Regions from separate parts of the Zea mays genome. Here all the other regions are linked to region 3. The links are chromatin contacts, called in public Hi-C maps. All regions are on one chromosome and are shown on one strand. The core of a region is the stretch at or near the end of the contact, and the rest is flanking DNA. Distances in the headings are between cores, read along the strand shown. Region 1 holds the start of LOC100284909. Region 2 holds the start of LOC100217287. Region 3 holds the start of LOC541805 (cellulose synthase 7).

What was found. Hi-C and Micro-C count contacts between places; a contact is called where the count stands out from the background.
Region 1: a contact with region 3 is called in a Hi-C map of tassel, with 7 times the contacts expected there. The contact joins the promoter of LOC100284909 here to the promoter of LOC541805 in region 3. A contact is called at or near these places in 9 of 25 Hi-C or Micro-C datasets (bundle sheath, ear, leaf and 3 more) and 1 of 3 datasets of contacts at active chromatin or transcription factors (leaf).
Region 2: a contact with region 3 is called in a Hi-C map of ear, with 4 times the contacts expected there. The contact joins the promoter of LOC100217287 here to the promoter of LOC541805 in region 3. A contact is called at or near these places in 5 of 25 Hi-C or Micro-C datasets (ear, leaf and tassel).

What each region holds. Positions count from the first base shown.
Region 1 is chr7:38,165,842-38,169,138 of Zm-B73-REFERENCE-NAM-5.0, reverse strand. It overlaps LOC100284909, which reads left to right and starts at 1,836. Exons shown (of 2, transcript NM_001157804.2): 1 at 1,836-2,512. The coding sequence starts at 2,011.
Region 2 is chr7:37,860,083-37,863,151 of Zm-B73-REFERENCE-NAM-5.0, reverse strand. LOC100217287 reads left to right here and starts at 1,324. Exons shown (of 5, transcript NM_001143638.1): 1 at 1,324-1,475; 2 at 1,715-2,238; 3 at 2,808-2,901; 4 at 3,013-3,069. The coding sequence starts at 1,804.
Region 3 is chr7:38,023,011-38,025,961 of Zm-B73-REFERENCE-NAM-5.0, reverse strand. LOC541805 (cellulose synthase 7) reads left to right here and starts at 1,283. Exons shown (of 14, transcript NM_001111487.2): 1 at 1,283-1,543; 2 at 1,661-1,856; 3 at 1,997-2,202; 4 at 2,307-2,409; 5 at 2,495-2,657. The coding sequence starts at 1,463.

The DNA.
Region 1 (3,297 bases), core at 587-3,086, 140 kb before region 3:
CCGTATAGAGGACTGCAATTCGTAGTCTCCCTTCCGGACGGTCCGATCTTTACGACCAAACGATCCGCGACCCCACGGAGGGTAACATTCTCCTCTAGTGTGTATACAATAGAGAAATTTAGGGATTTACAAGTTAGGACAAGGGTTTACTTCGGCTGATCCTTTGGAGGAAGTTGACATAGGAGATGGTAACACTCCAAGGCCGTCTTTTGTAAACAAAAACCTAAAATCCAATTCTAGGAATAAAATGATCGAATTATTATTAGAGTATTCTGATTATTTTTCTTGGAGTTATAATGAGATGACAGGCTTATGCCGAGAGCTAGTTGAGCATCAGTTACACATCAAACCTGATTTTAGGCCATTCAAACAAAGGCCAAGACCATTTCGTCTAAACTTGCACCCCTGCCGAACACAAATCTTATTGTCCCTTGGCTTCCGAAACCACGACATGTATGGACAGAAAGCTATTTTAACTATAGAGATTAGCCTGCATGCTATCAGGTTTACTAGTCTAAATGATCAAGATGTTGGTGACTACCATGATCTAATGATGGATAGTATTGATTTGGTGATCGACAAGAGGTTGATGGCTCTAAAGGAGATTGAGAAAGACAAGATCATAGTTGCCAAGGCTTACAACAATAAGGTAAAGGCTAAGACTTTTTAGGTTGGAGATCTAGTTTAAAAGACAATCTTGCCATTAAGGAGTATGGATGGACTGGAAGTTTGGCAAATGGTCCCCATGTTGGGAAGGGCCTTATAAAGTTACACAGGTGATCTCTGGTAACACATTACAAACGGTGCAAGGAGATAAGTTGCCCAATGCATTGAATGATCGCTTTCTAAAGTGATATCATCCTAGTATATGGTAAGATGCTTAGAGAACCGATAGATTCACATCGAGTTGTTTACAACTTGTACTAGGTGCTTTTGGTTCGCTTAAGCTTATCCAAAAGGTAGGAGGCATGTGTTGAGCACCATATTTGACATTTGGCACGGCTAGACGAGCTAGCCCCAGACGGTCCGCGATTAGATTAATTCGGGCGAGAGTCCTTTTCCTCGCGCGTGCTTATTCAACTCATCGCGTGGGAATCGGTTGGGATGCACCTAGGAACGGGTCCAGACCTCCCCTATAAATATAAAGAGGTACGACCGATTGAGGCACCACCTAATTAGATTAGTCTTTCTCATCTGCAGTCTTCACATCTCCTCGACTTTACGTCGTTTAGATATGTTTTGGGTGACCTGCCGACCACAGGACAACCCTATGATATTTTCTCCCTAATGGATCCCTTCCGGATAGCGAGATTCAGGTGCAAAAGATCCAAGAAGCCCTCTGCGCGCCTCGCGTACTTTCCGTCGCTCATACGTGAACGGTCTATGCGCAGAAGACCGAAACTCTCTACGCAGTCGCGAACAGTCCACACTCACACAGAGAGGACTCTAACGCCCCCTGCATCGTGTGACGCCAGCCCTAGAGTTTGTTTGTTGATTGGCTAAAAAACGAGCCAACGCCTAAGTTGAACAATGAAAAGCAGCTAGGATGCGAAAAGCAGGGGGCAGATAGAAGGTTTTTAGTTTATCTTTTTACTTCTTTGAATCAGAAACACATCAAGATACTAAGAATGTACTCCTAGTATAAACACACCCCGTTCAAACATCCTGTGGAAATGAAACAATCGGCATCGGAGGCCAAGAATGCTTCACGAGAGGCGGGGTGCGTCCCAGCGTCCCCACCAGGCCACTACAGTCCAGAGCCCACAAGGCATGGGCAGTTGGGCACCAAAAGACAGAAAAAAAAGAAGAAAAAAAAACCCCCGAAGCTGCGCGCGGCCGTTCTCGTCTTCCAGAAGTCTCTCCGTATCTCCCTCCCCGAAGCCCCGCCGGACCACCTTAACCTCCCCACCACAAGCCCGCACACACCATCCCGCTCCGCTCAAGTCGCCTCCGCATTCCTGCCCCCTCTACCCGCCCGCCGCCGCGCGGACGACGGGAGACGCCGGCACCATGCTCTGCCTCTCGCTGTGCGCACCGCACCTTCACCTCCACCTCCCCCGCAGCCCGACCGCACGACCCGCCGCCGCCACGTGCAGGAACGCGCGCTGCATCGGCGTCACGCTATGCCTCCGGATGCCGACGACACCGGAGGAACGGCGGCAGAAGCGCGGGCTGGCCCAGTTCCTGGACTTATCGGCCGCGCCGACACTCACGCCACCCGCGCCCACGCCCGTGCATCTCACGCCCGCGGCCAAACGGCGCGGGGCGCTGCGGGAGATGCGCCGGGTGTGGTGGGTGTGCGGGGTCGGGTACTGGGTGCAGGGGTTCCGCTGCTTCCCGTGGCTGGCACTCAACTTCCACCTCACGCGCGGCATGGGGCTCAGCCCCGCCGGCCTGCAACTCCTGCAGAACGCTGGGAGCCTCCCGCTCGTCGCCAAGCCGCTCTTCGGGGTCCTCTCCGATGCCGTCTACATCGGCCGCGCCCACCGCATACCCTACATCTCCCTTGGAGGTACACAGCCGATCCCTTTTTTGCTCCCCTTCCCCCGCTTATTTCTCGTTTTATTTTCTTATTATGTTCGTGCGACTCCAGTAATGTTGGAGTTGGAGGAAAGGGAATTATGATGTGAATGATGCTCGTCGTGAAATTATGTGCATTTCATTCAGTATTTCCGAATAAGCTGCAATTGTCTGCATCTCCATCTGGGTGAATTATCTTCAATTCATAAGCAAACTTGTGATCATCAATGTTCCCAACAATGAAACATTTGCAGCAGGAAATCTGGCTGTATTTCTCTAGTTGTCTGGCATCATATGTCACTGTTTCTTCAATTGTTTCTACAAAAGTAAGAATGAATTTTAACCTAAGAAAATATCTGAGCCGTTGAACACATTGAAAGCAACACCTAGCTACGAAAATTTCTGAGCCGCTGAACACATTGAAAGGGGCAGCTATTTCACGTCTCTTTCTGAAATTGGAAACACCCTGGACATTGCAGTTCAACAACTGCAGTCAATTTCTCATTACAATATGTGTGGCTGTAACCATCTGATTGTCAGATGAAAACATGAAAAAAAAACACTTTCAAGCTACTTCTGTTTAAAGCACTAAAGTGTTTAGCACATAGACGTAGGTGCCTTGTTCCCTTGGCAATGGTATCATGACCTACTCGTTGCATCTGTTCTGTGTAAAAGATGCATTTTGGAAAGTGGTATATGCAGCCTTGGGATGGAGCAATACACTTTTCTTCCTGATGTGTACTTTGATTTTGTTGCTAGTCACACATTTCAAGCCTT
Region 2 (3,069 bases), core at 75-2,574, 160 kb after region 3:
TAGGTGAGATGACACATTTTTTCAGCAGCCTCATCAATCTTTCTCTGAAGATCGGCAAGACGAATCATCTTTTCTTTCTTCTTCTGGACCTGTTGATGAATGGCTTCAAGGTCCCTGATTTCTTGGTCCAACTCCTCCTTCTGAGGTGTTAGACTGGTAGCCTTCCTTTTCTGGCTCCTAGCTTCGCGTAATGTATCTTGATTAATGTACAGTGGCTGCAATGCAACCCCTGTCCCTGATGACTTCTTCGGCGGCATGACGACGGTCAAAGCTTGCCGAAGGTGGTCAAGTGAGTTCACTGGAGGTGGACGCCAATGTTGGTCACTTATTATCAAATACTATAAATTAAGAACAAGGCAACACAAATGTTAATGGTTAAAGACCTTCGTCTTTCGAATCATTATTTCCCTTAGGGTATAATGATCCTCAGACGAAGGTCATGAAGGACATACCTTCATCATTACAATATGTAAGAATATAAATAGAGATATAGAAGGAAACATGAATAATTGTATCAAGTCATCATATTATTCACATTATTATTATATAATCATGGACAAACATTAGTAATATCAAATTACATTTATACCTTCAGCTTGACAGAAGGCAAAAATCCAAGAGTGACGAGCGAGCGATTACAAGTCATTGTGAACAGTACAGTGTTACTGTTCATCTATTTATAGGCACTGGACGCAGTCTGAGTAAAATTACATTTATGTCCCTGACATTTTCTATTAGTCAAAAGGTAATCTGTCGAGTACTGAGCAGTCTTTTCCTTTTAAGTCGGTTCGTCCTTCATCATCATAGTTGTGCTAAGCCGAAGCTTCTCCATCCATAGCTTCAGAACTGATTCATCCTTCTTTCAGATTGCGTCTTTCATATCATGTACACCTTTATCTTAAAGCCGAAATTTCTCGTAATAATATATTATATTGGAAAACACATTAGTCATGTTTTTAAGAACCTTCGAAGACGAAAGTCCCACCAATAACTCAGGGTTAAGCAAAGCAGAACAAGAAAGCACCTCAGCTGTCGTAGCGCTCCTCACCAATCCAATGCCGTCTTTGACCTAGCCGGCGCCGCGTCCTTGACCGAGGAAGTAGTCGCACGCAGCACGCTCCTATCAGCTAGTAATAATTTTCACAACCAGAATCGCGTGTGCGCGACAGCGCGAGCCGTAACGGAAACCGGATGGAAATGGGATCCAGCCGGACGCGGGGAGTCTGCTGTCAGGGCGCACGCCATCGAGCGACCGTGTCCTCGCTCTTTTACCTTTCCTCCTGTCAGGGCGCGTGCATCCCCTACGACCAGGGCAGCGTATATCCTTGTCGCTCTTCGTCGTCTCCCCCCACAACTGTTATATTCCCACCGGCGCCGCCGGCTCTTCGTCGTCCTCCTCCGGGTGTGCCCCAGTTCGCTGCCCGTTCCCCAGCCGCCGATCCCTCGATCTCCGCTAGCTTCGTTCCTTCGTACAGGTGCTTCACTTCATCCTTGTGCTTTCTATCTGTTCTTCTCATATTGCGTGAGAATTTTCATTTCAGTTCATGTGAGTCGATCCTTCAATTTTAAAACTATGTATGTATGTCGGGTGAACCCGGTTCCTCGATTCCCCACAGGAACGGTTGTGTTTCAGTTCATGGGAGTTGGTCCTTCATTTTTAAAAATTATGTATGTATGCCGGGTGAAATGAATCCGGTTCCTCAATTCACCACAGGAACGGTCGAGCAGAAACTAGCAGCCACTCCCGAGTCCCGACTCCCGATCGCGATTACTTGCCGCGGCACCAGTACTCCAGCGGCCACCATGAGCAGCGGGAAGCGATCCTTCTTCGCGCCCAAGAAGAAGGCCACCAACCCGTTCGATTCCGACTCCGACGACGACAAACCGCAGCAGCGGCCAGCGCGGGCGTCCTCCGTGCCTCCCCCGGACGAGCAGCGGGGCTCCTCCTCTCTCTTCGGCGCCGGCGACAGAGGCGGGCTCTTCTCTTCCGCGGCCAACCATCACTACCGGAACGACTTCCGCGACGCTGGCGGCCTTGAGGGCCAGTCCGTGCAGGAGCTGGAGGGCTACGCGGCGTACAAGGCCGAGGAGACCACGCGCCGGACGCGGGGGTGCGTCAGGATCGCCGAGGAGATGAGGGACACCGCATCCAAGACGCTCGTCACCGTCCACCAGCAGGGGCAGCAGATCCACCGCACGCACATGATGGCCGTCGACATCGACCAGGATCTCTCCAGGGTAACTATAGCCTTTTCGAATTTCTTTCGTTTGCGGTGTGGCATCAGTTTATGAGATTGTTTGTACCGCTAGCTTAGTTCTGTTCGCCTGAAGAGGGGATAGTCACTGTTCTTTCAAATCTAGTCCGTTTCAGAAACCCTGAAACCCAACAAGAGGAGGTGCTAACTGACTAATTTACAGAGGGTAAATTAAACCTGCAATCGCCAACATTTTTGCAAGTTTATGCTGCTCCATTTGCACAAGCCACAAGGCTAACCCCGGGATATAAAAGATCTTATGCTAATAACGAGCCTTATTCTGCTCAAGTAGGGCATAATCGCACAGCACTCTCAATTTCAAACCAGAATTGGACAGTTCCTGAAATCCTGAAATCAGCAGGTATTCTCGCTAATAACTCTAGAAATTCTAGTTTTAGTGGGGAGGGATTAAAACCTGGAAGTATTAACAATGACATGCTTGTTAGTTGTTACTATCGGCTTTTGTAACTGCATATTGCGACTATGGATGCTCCTTTGCACATTGCAGACATGTGACAGGTGTTGAATAAATGTTTTGGCTCAATATTTCAGAGTGAGAAGCTATTGGGCGATCTTGGGGGTCTATTTTCCAAAAAGTGGAAGCCAAAGAAGAATGGCGCCATCAGGGGTCCTATGCTAACTAGAGGTAATTACCTTAAACTGGACTGCATGATGAGTTGATGACTGAAGAAACTTGTACTGCCTGGTATTGGCTATGGTGCCGTCCATGACTGAAAGGATGCAATGGTGGATGCAGATGATTCCTTCATAAGGAAGGGGAGTCATTTGGAGCAAAGGCAGAAACTAGGGCTGG
Region 3 (2,951 bases), core at 34-2,533:
ACTGGAGTCTGGTCTCTGCCTCTCTGGTGTCTGGAGTGGATCAGTTGAGCAGTACGCCGTTTGCCGAGCCTGGAGCGGTGGCCCGTGGCCATTTGCCCGTGTGGCCGTGTGCGGTGCCTGTTGAGCGGTGAGCGTTGGGCCTGGCCGCCTGGGCTTACGACTGATGGGCCAAACAAGTGATTAAGTGAAACTGTGAAAGGCCGGCCCGAATTGGAATGCTGCAATGTGGCAGCTCGGTTAGCTCGCGAGCTGGCTCGAGATCAGCTCGAGCTGGCTCGTTAAGAAACCGAGCTGGGACGCTGGCTCAACTCGTGTAAAAATTTAAACGATCCGATCCTAGTCGAGCTGAGCAGGCTACGAGCCGAGCGAGCCAACGAGCCACGAGTTTTTCGTCCAGCCCTATATGTTGATACTGCTTTGTTCTACATTCACCATTGCAAACAAAAGTGATGTTTTTTTCCTAGTAGCATGTCAATGATGTGGGCATAAATCATCAAGATTATATTACTAGTTTCTACTCCATATTACTGGTACAAAATTTCACATTCATTCACAATATACTAATGTAACATCTATTTGGTGTTGCGTTAGAAATAGCAAAACATTACATTAAATGTTGATCAATAATGAAAATGTCTCAAGGAATATACTCCATCACAATTGGAATGCCCATGTGAGCCATGTCGTTATTTTCCAGTCGACTTTTGATTTTTATTTTCTAGCATATATTATTCTACCCCAAGAGAATGGTCATGTATGTTTTCCTAGATATAAATTTTATATCAACAACGAATATTTCGTAAGCAACAGATATAGGATTCTTGCATCGCCGTTATGCTCGGTTGTCACCATATCTTGGCGTTATCACTGACTACCATTTTGTCGGGCATTCATCATCGCAGCAGCTGAATAATATGCCTCTAGATATATATATTTTTTCAATGCGGATCTATGAGATTTTGTTAGTAGTTACATTATTAATCAAACATCCCCGTATTAATTTTTGAAAGACGGATTTCGTAAGTGAGATGGTTGAAATCGTCGCATGGGCATCCATAAAACACCTGTGATTCTGAACGCGGCAAACTTTTGTACTAGCGCTTTCCATCCCAAAATTACCTCCCATTTCCATCTGTTCAACTCTAGTAGTTGGCGCGGCCCTTTCCTTGGCCGTCTTTCCTTTTTCTTTTCGCCTCCCTTTTTCTGCGCCCACCGACACTCCTCTCCTTCTCCCCCAATTTTCTTTAAAAATCCCCGCTCGCTAAATCCCCTCCCACCGACGCCTGTCGCCACTGGCACGCATTCCTGCTCTCCTCTCCTCTTCTCCCTCGTCGGTGCGGCGTGGCGCGGCTCGGCGTTCGGTGAGAAACCACTCGGGGATGAGGATCTGCTGCTAGAGTGAGAGGAGCTACGGTCAGTATCCTCTGCCTTCGTCGGCGGCGGAAGTGGAGGGGAGGAAGCGATGGAGGCGAGCGCCGGGCTGGTGGCCGGCTCCCACAACCGCAACGAGCTCGTCGTCATCCGCCGCGACGGCGATCCCGGGGTACGCGCGCGCTTCAATTTTTCCGGCTGGCTTGCGAGAGGAGCGAGCGTTACGTTGCTGTTTTTTTTCCCTTTCTAACTTTTGCTGTCTGCTGTGTGCGCGCTCGCGTGCGTGCAGCCGAAGCCGCCGCGGGAGCAGAACGGGCAGGTGTGCCAGATTTGCGGCGACGACGTCGGCCTTGCCCCCGGCGGGGACCCCTTCGTGGCGTGCAACGAGTGCGCCTTCCCCGTCTGCCGGGACTGCTACGAATACGAGCGCCGGGAGGGCACGCAGAACTGCCCCCAGTGCAAGACTCGATACAAGCGCCTCAAGGGTGGGTGTCCCCAACCCCATCCACCGAAATGCAGCTCCACTACCCTGGCGCTAATGCATTAGTCGGGCGGCATTCGATGATTCTTCTTTAGTCTCAATTGCCCACTCAGCTCGGTCCTATGCGCCGGACTTTGTTTGCAGGCTGCCAGCGTGTGACCGGTGACGAGGAGGAGGACGGCGTCGATGACCTGGACAACGAGTTCAACTGGGACGGCCATGACTCGCAGTCTGTGGCCGAGTCCATGCTCTACGGCCACATGAGCTACGGCCGTGGAGGTGACCCTAATGGCGCGCCACAAGCTTTCCAGCTCAACCCCAATGTTCCACTCCTCACCAACGGGCAGATGGTACTGTTACTGCCGAATCCAAGTATCACTATTCGCTTGCCACCTCCGTTTGTGGGATATTGGTGTGCCAATGGCTCAATTGCTTGTTTCTGGTCTGATCGCAGGTGGATGACATCCCACCGGAGCAGCACGCGCTGGTGCCTTCTTTCATGGGTGGTGGGGGAAAGAGGATACATCCCCTTCCTTATGCGGATCCCAGCTTACCTGGTATGTATCTGGATGATCATCAGCCAAAACATAGTTGTGGTCATGGTGCCCTGAATGTAACTGATTAACGGTTGTTGTGTTCCAGTGCAACCCAGGTCTATGGACCCATCCAAGGATCTTGCTGCATATGGGTATGGTAGTGTTGCTTGGAAGGAACGGATGGAGAATTGGAAGCAGAGACAAGAGAGGATGCACCAGACGGGGAATGATGGTGGTGGTGATGATGGTGACGATGCTGATCTACCACTGTATGACCCTCAAAACTGTTTGATTCTTGTTACTTTTATGCCTCTTTAATGCTTTATGCTATTTGGTTACATGAATTTGTCCAAATTAATTTCCAAAATAGTCCATCCTCTGTTCAGGATACCATTTTTTCCTTTGTCATAATTATCACTCACAAAAAAGTAGCATTTCCAATTTTCTTAGTAAAATGAAAGAAACTGGTCGATTCATATTTTTAGTTTTGCCTTTGTTTGTATGAATCAATGATCGCAATGCACGATAGGCCAGCATAGTGTGTGCTCTATAAAATTTAACTT